Linked DNA regions of Sus scrofa: region 2 is linked to region 1. The links are chromatin contacts, called in public Hi-C maps. All regions are on one chromosome and are shown on one strand. Each heading gives the region's core, a stretch centred on a gene start, on an enhancer-like site or on the middle of the called end of the contact. The rest is flanking DNA. Distances are from core to core; before and after follow the strand shown.

Evidence for each region. Hi-C and Micro-C count contacts between places; a contact is called where the count stands out from the background.
Region 2: a contact with region 1 is called in a Hi-C map of embryonic fibroblasts, with 2.5 times the contacts expected there. The contact joins two enhancer-like sites. A contact is called at or near these places in 2 of 47 Hi-C or Micro-C datasets (embryonic fibroblasts and heart right ventricle).

The regions. Positions count from the first base shown.
Region 1 is chr6:120,141,013-120,144,401 of Sscrofa11.1, forward strand. The region is part of intron 3 of FHOD3 (FH1/FH2 domain-containing protein 3); the gene reads left to right. Among named protein-coding and RNA genes, the nearest start is that of FHOD3, 110 kb to the left of the region's middle. Within about 2 kb of position 1,724, at least 3 of the 83 cell types and tissues checked have an H3K27ac peak or open chromatin away from gene starts, as enhancers often do.
Region 2 is chr6:120,345,581-120,348,969 of Sscrofa11.1, forward strand. The region is part of intron 5 of FHOD3 (FH1/FH2 domain-containing protein 3); the gene reads left to right. Among named protein-coding and RNA genes, the nearest start is that of FHOD3, 310 kb to the left of the region's middle. Within about 2 kb of position 1,886, at least 4 of the 83 cell types and tissues checked have an H3K27ac peak or open chromatin away from gene starts, as enhancers often do.

The DNA.
Region 1 (3,389 bases), core at 474-2,973:
CGCAGTGAGAACTTAGGAATTGGAGGGCAGAGAGCCAAGAACTGATAGTCATCAGTCCAGGCTCTGTTTCTTATGTTGGACCATCTTCCCTTGAGCATAAGATTTCACATGATGATGTCAGCACTTTTGGGAGGGATTCTTTTTTTTTTTTTTTTTTTTTTTTTGCTTTTTAGGGCTGCACCTATGGCATATGGAGGTTCCCAGGCTAGGGGTCTAATCGGAGCTGTTGCTCCTGGCCTACGCCAGAGCCACAGCAATGCCAGATCCGAGCCACGTCTGCAGCCTACTCACAGCTCACGGCAATGCTGGATCCTTAACCCACTGAGTGAGGCCAGGGATCGAACCCGCAACCTCATGGTTCCTAGTCAGATTCGTTTCCACTGCGCCATGATGGGAACTCCTGGGACGGAAGTCTTCACTGTTGTCAGCTAAAGGCCCACAGTGTGTTAAGGTTTGGGCCTTTCCATGGAATAGCTTTTGAGGACCATAGAGAAACTTGGTGCAGGAAGGCAAAGTGTACCTGCTTGTAGAGGGGCGGTCTCATGGACATGTGAAGAGAGATCACTTGGCCAAAGGTTGGCCCTCATTCTGCACAAAGGCTCGGATCCCTGCATCTGTAGGAGTGCTTGTGGTTACCTGAGCAATTTCGAGGACTCCAGATGGGGTTCCCTCAACCAAGCTGGGGCAGCCTTGCCCATGAAGCTTCTTTACAACTGAAGGTTCTAAAGGTGGTGCTGTGGAGAATGGCAAACTCAGGGGATTGGAGTTCAGGCAAATTCGGGGCTTCCTGTCTCAGGGAATGTCCTACAGGGTGGCATGTCCTGGATCTTAGGAAGTTCTGAGAGCAAAGGCTGTGTAGCAGACATGCCCAGGTTGAGCCCTGGTTCTACCGCTCAGCAGTGTGACCTTGGGCAGGTCACTTAAGTGCCTAAGGCCTCAGGTGACTCTTGTCAGGGGGTGGTTGTCATTGTGTGTGCCTGCCTGGTAGGGTGGGTTGGGGGTCTGGGTAAGACGATGACATGTGTCCGGCCCTCCAAGCTTCCAATGTCCAGAATGACTGATCGCTAGGGGTCCCAGGCAGGCCTCTCGGTCCCATTGTTCCATGTTTCTGCCTTGGTTATTTCCTACTCAGACTTTCGGGCTCTGCTCAAATATCCCACCATGCCATAGGGAAGATGGCTCGTGGCCTTCCGTGCCCCCGCAGGTGAGATGGGGCATGTCAGGCAGCATCAGGGCTCCTGGCCCAAGATGAGTGCGTTTGTCCTGGGCACTGTGTATGATGGGGAACTCGGAAATAGTTCACCTGGTTCGCAGCCTGGTTCCACCACTAAAAGGCTGTATGACCTTGGACAAGTGATTTCTCCTTGCCTCTTTTTTTTTTCACTTGTCAAATGAGTCATAGGGTTGCTGGGGGTGAAAGAAGCTGATCCCCATCAGGTGTTTAGAACCCCATTCCGCAGACTGTCAGTGCTTTTTGAGCATGGCGGGGCAGCTGTGATCAGCTTCCCCAGAGTGATGCACAGTCTGCGGGACAGGGTTTGGGATCCTGGTGTGAGTCCAGCTAAAATATTAGACCATGGAGTCATCTGCCTTCCCGAATCCCTCTGGCGTTTCCCTGAAGTGCTGATAAGATGTCTTAGCTAAAGTGGAAATATCTGCTCAAAAAGCTTGCCCTGAGCAGGGGAACAGAGGAACGACTGCTTCCTGCCTTCCCAGACCCTGAGCCTCAGGCTGCTGTCTCCACCCCATCCCTCCCCTAGGGGTGTGTCAGGGATGCTGCACTGGAACCCGGTGGGATGCATCTCTTGCTTCTTCATCAGGCTTTGTCTGGCAGCTAATCTGAACCTTCCCGTGAAGCCGATTCTTTCTCTTTTGGTGACCGTAGTGACAGATGGGGAGGGTGGTTTTAATGAACTACTGTTTGCTTTTGGAGATTAAGCCTTCATTAGAAATATAATTGCGGACACATAGCCTTCTGGTACTTACATATCATTTGCCAATTAGGATAATGGACTCAAAGCCCCTTGGAGAGTGACAGGGACAAAGTTAAGCCTGTAACTCAGCTCAGGGTGCTGGTGAACGAAGTGCCTCTGCCAATTGGAAGCAGCGCAGATCCAGTCTGCCCACAATATGCGTGTGTGAAGAGGTCTGAAAATATTCCTGACCTTTGAGAAAGAGAGATTAAAATTAGTAGGCAGAAATGTGGCAGCCAGCTCCAGTAGTTTGTGATGTGGTCATTCCAGGGTGGCTGCCATGCCCACCACATGCTGCTGGGACGGCGGCGGGGCAGCTGCTTAATTTTAAATAAGCCAGCGTAATGTCAAAAGCATTTATGATGGATCCGGATCTGGCAACTAAAGTGATGTTTCCATCACTTCTTTTCAAAGGTTTTCAGGGAGCACTTCCTCTTTCCTTGTTTTGTTTTCTCCAGAGCAGGATTTCTCCCCCTTGGCAGTGTTGATATTCTGGGCCAGATACTTATTTATTGTGGGTCATCATAGGATGTTTACTGGTGTCCCTGGCCTCTACCCACTAGATGCCAGTGGCAACCCCCCTGGTTGTGACAGCAAAAGATGCCTGTAGATATTACCAAGTGTCCCTTGGGGGGCAAAACTGGCCCCAGTTGAGAACCACTGCTCAGGAGCTGCCCCAGGAGAGCCAGAGAGGGACTCAGGGGCCAAGGTCACGCCCACAGTAGCTGGTGTGGACAGGAGTCTAATTAGACTCATCCACACCAAGGTGGTTGGTGACTCTTTCCCCCAGGAAGCCAGTGGTCATGGAGCCCCAGTTGTGTGCCTGGTACCGTGTCAAACCTGGACAACACAATGGTGACTGAGGAAAATCCTGCTCTCTAAGAAGTTTAAGAAAACAGGGTTTTGATGGGGCCAGGAGGCTTCCACTTAAATTGTACTAACTCAGCCTACCCCTAACCCCCAACTGAGTTGGCATCATGGGCCCACCCAAAAAACATTCGGAAAATGTCGGTTCTGATGGCATCCTGTGTGAGGATGCCTGGATTCACAGGCCTGGTAGCTACAGTTACATTGGCCATAGGAAGGTCTTGGGAGGTGAGTGGCTTGATCAAAGCCCAGGAAGATTTAAGTAAGTAACATGGAGGGGCTGAAGGAGCACCTGGAGAGAAGAGCCTAGATGGACGTGAGCAGGAGCAGAGTGAATTTGGCAGCAGAGAGAATCCAACCTACCTGGACAGAGGATCAAGGCAGGAAATATTGTGGGTGTGGGTGTGGGTGTATCAGGTACAAAATACCAGGCAGAAATACAAAGCAGAGGAGTTACCCTTGTGGCTTAGAAGAAACAAATCTGAATAGGATGCATGATGATGTGGGTTTGATCCCTGGCCTCACTCAGTGGGTTAAGAATCCAGCATT
Region 2 (3,389 bases), core at 636-3,135, 200 kb after region 1:
GGCTCAGCGGGTTACCAATCCAACTAGTATCCATGAGAATGTGGGTTCGATCCATGATCTCAGTGGGTTACAGATGCAGTGAACTGGGGTATGGGTCATAGACGTGGCTCAGATCCTGCATTGTTGTGGCTGTGGCGTAGGTCGGCAGCTACAGCTCTGATTCAACCCCAAGCCTGTGAACTTCCACATGCCCCAGGTACAGCTCTAAAAAGAAAAAAAATTCTCTCTGTATAACCCACCACATTAACAATTTGAAGCAAAATCACTTGATAATACCGGTTGACGAAGAGAAAAATATTTAACAAAATTCATCATCCCTTTATGATTAAAAACAAAAAAAAACTTTTAAAAAAGACAAGACGTTGAGGGGATCACCTTCACCTTGATAAAGGGCAATGTACAAAAACTTATAGCTACCATTATAATTAATGGTGAAAGACTATATGCTTTTCCCCTAATATTGAGAAAAGGCAAAGTTGTCCACTCTTACCTACATTTATTGAAGATTTATACTTAACCAGAACAATAAGGCAAGGGGGGGAATACAGGATAGGGGAGAATATAGATTGGGAAGGAATAAGTAAAATTGTTCTAGGTCATAGACAGCATTATTGCCTATGTAGAAAACATCATAGAATCTGCAAAAACATAACCCAAGAATGCCTAGAATTAATAAAGTTAACACAGTTACATGATACAAAATCAAAACAAAAAAGAGGTTTTTTAAATCTCTATATATTGGTAATAAACAGTTGGGAATGGAGTAGTTTTAAAAATATTTCCAGTAGCTCAGGGAAATATAAAATACTTACAAATTTAGCAAGAACACATACGCAGAATCTTTAGTTAAAACAGATGTAAATGGAGAGGATGTAAATTATGACATGGTAGGATCACACATGGATTATAAGAATGAATATACTAATGCAGTCCATTCTCCCAAAATTTATCTGTAGATTTAAATGCATTTCCCATTATACTTGTAAGAATTTTGTTTGTAGATATGTACAAATTTCTTCTTTAATTTATATGTAAAAAGCAAAGAACAAGAATAGCCGAAACAATTTTGAAAAGGAAAACTGCAGTTGTAAGATTTTAAGATATCTTATGAAGCTGTGATAATTAAGTTAGTGTGGTATTATTGGCAAAGGAATAGGCAGATGGATCTACGGAACAGAAACAAGAATCTAGAAATAGACCTGTGCAAACAGCCAATTGATTTTTGGCAAATTTGCAAAAGCAGTTAAAGATAGGATAGTTGCTTCAAAAAACAATATTAGATCAAATGGGCATTTATGTGAAAAAAAGAACATCAATCTAAACCTCACAATTTATTTAAAAAAAAATCTCAAAATGGAACATGTACTTACCTATAAAAAATAAAACTAAAAATTTTTGGAAGAAAATATTTGTGACTTTGGCTCGCTCCCCCACTTTGTGTCTTGGAGAGTCTGGGTTGAGTGCTTCAGTTAGTAGATAATTGATATGGCACTTTGGCAGTGCAGTTTATGTGAATAGCATTTATTGAGCACTTGCTCTGAGTCAGGCATTGCTCTAACTCAGTTCCTACAACACCCCTGTAAAATAGGTACCGCAATATTACTATCTTATTTTTGAGATGGCAAACCTGAAGCACGGAAAATTAATTAACATGCCTGAGTAAATTCCATGAGTAGCATGCCCTGATCTCTTTTCAGACCGTGCTGTCATTACCCACCACTCTCTCTGCATTCTGATCCTCCTCAACCTTCTTAAAAATGGAAATCATTAATTTTCATGGTTCCTGTAACCAGGACATCTCTCTCTCTTTCTGCCCCCCATAGGCTCTCATTTAGATTAGTGCTTTTTTGGTTGTGGAAGTCTAGTGTAGTATTAACCCACTTAAATCTATTTAGCGCCATCTTGTGTCTGAAGTGGGTTTTGCAGGAAGGAGTGCTTTGGCTGGACTGGACTGCAAAAGATAGAGCCCCAAAGCTATTGACTATCACAATATTGTGACAAAACAGTGTGATCAGAAACTCGAATTTCACTAGACATGGACGTTCTTGTGACTTTCTTCCTCCATAGTGGGAAGTTAATAGACCCTTGAGCGAAACAGATCATAGAAAACTTACAGAAATTCTTACTTTGACTCCCCTTTGAAGCGGTGTCCTGGCTTGCTGGACTTTCTGCAGTGCCAGAGGCCCTGAACAGTTCCAGAGGAGACCTTCATACCTGGCTTTTCAGCCTTAGGGTGCAAGGTCCCCCAAGGGATGTTCTTTCCAGAGGCTGAACAGTCTTCATTAGGCTGTGACATTAGGCTGATTTAGAAGATGCTAAAATCTGCCTCAGACTTAGGGCTTCAGCAGTGGAGCACGAATGGGAAAAGGACTGTGGTGCAAACTCTTTCCTATAGATTTTCCAGTTCATTTTGGAAGGGAGAGGAGGAAAGAAAAGGGGAAAGGGAAAATGGGGAAAAATGTGTCAAATTCTTTGAACTCTTCCAAGAAGTGGGGGTTGTGTCTTTTTGAAGGAGGGAGGGGTGTGCTGAGAGTAATGGACTAGTAAGAAAAATTCTGAAAGCCAAGGAAAGCACTTAACATACAGTCTTATTTGGTTCCTTTTTGTATATTTGTTTACTTTCCTATTATAGAAATAACAATATGATCATAATGAAAAATAGGGAAAACAGGAAAAAGTAGGGAAAAATACATCTGAAGAATATATATCTAATGCTTAATATGTCATGGATTTTCCTTTCCTTCTCTGCTTGGAGATTTTAGTGTTTTATTGAATTGTATAATATTTCTTTCTTTTTTTTCTTTTGTCTTTTAGGGCTGCACCGGTGGAATATGGAGGTTCCCAGGCTAGAAGTCAAATTGGAGCTGTAGCCGCTGGCCTACACCACAGCTCATGGCAAAGCCAGATCCTTAACCCACTGCTCGAGGCCAGGGATTGAACCCACATCCTCATGGATGCTAGTCAGGGTTTGTTAACCACTGAGCCATGACGGGAACTCCGAATTATATAATGTTTCTAATTTTCTATTTTTAAAATTATTTTATCAGAAACAGTTCACAGGTTAGGGCATAGCTTTGGTAAATTACTGTGTATGCCAAATTCTAGAACTGATTTCAGTTGAAATTTTGATATTATAGATGACAGTTCAGTGAGTATCTTTGCTTCATCCTTTTTTTTTTTTTCACTTAGGGTTATTTCCTTAAGATAGATTCCTGACATCATATTGGCTGGGGAAGAGATTAGAGAGGACTTTTAGGCTCTGAGTACGGACAAGGAGGAGCCCACCTACCCTGGCTGGAGGAGACCCTGCCATTTGGTACTGATGGGTTTGAGGACACATTACTTTTCAGAGCCTCAGTTTTTTCCTCTGTCAGATGGGGGTAAAGTAT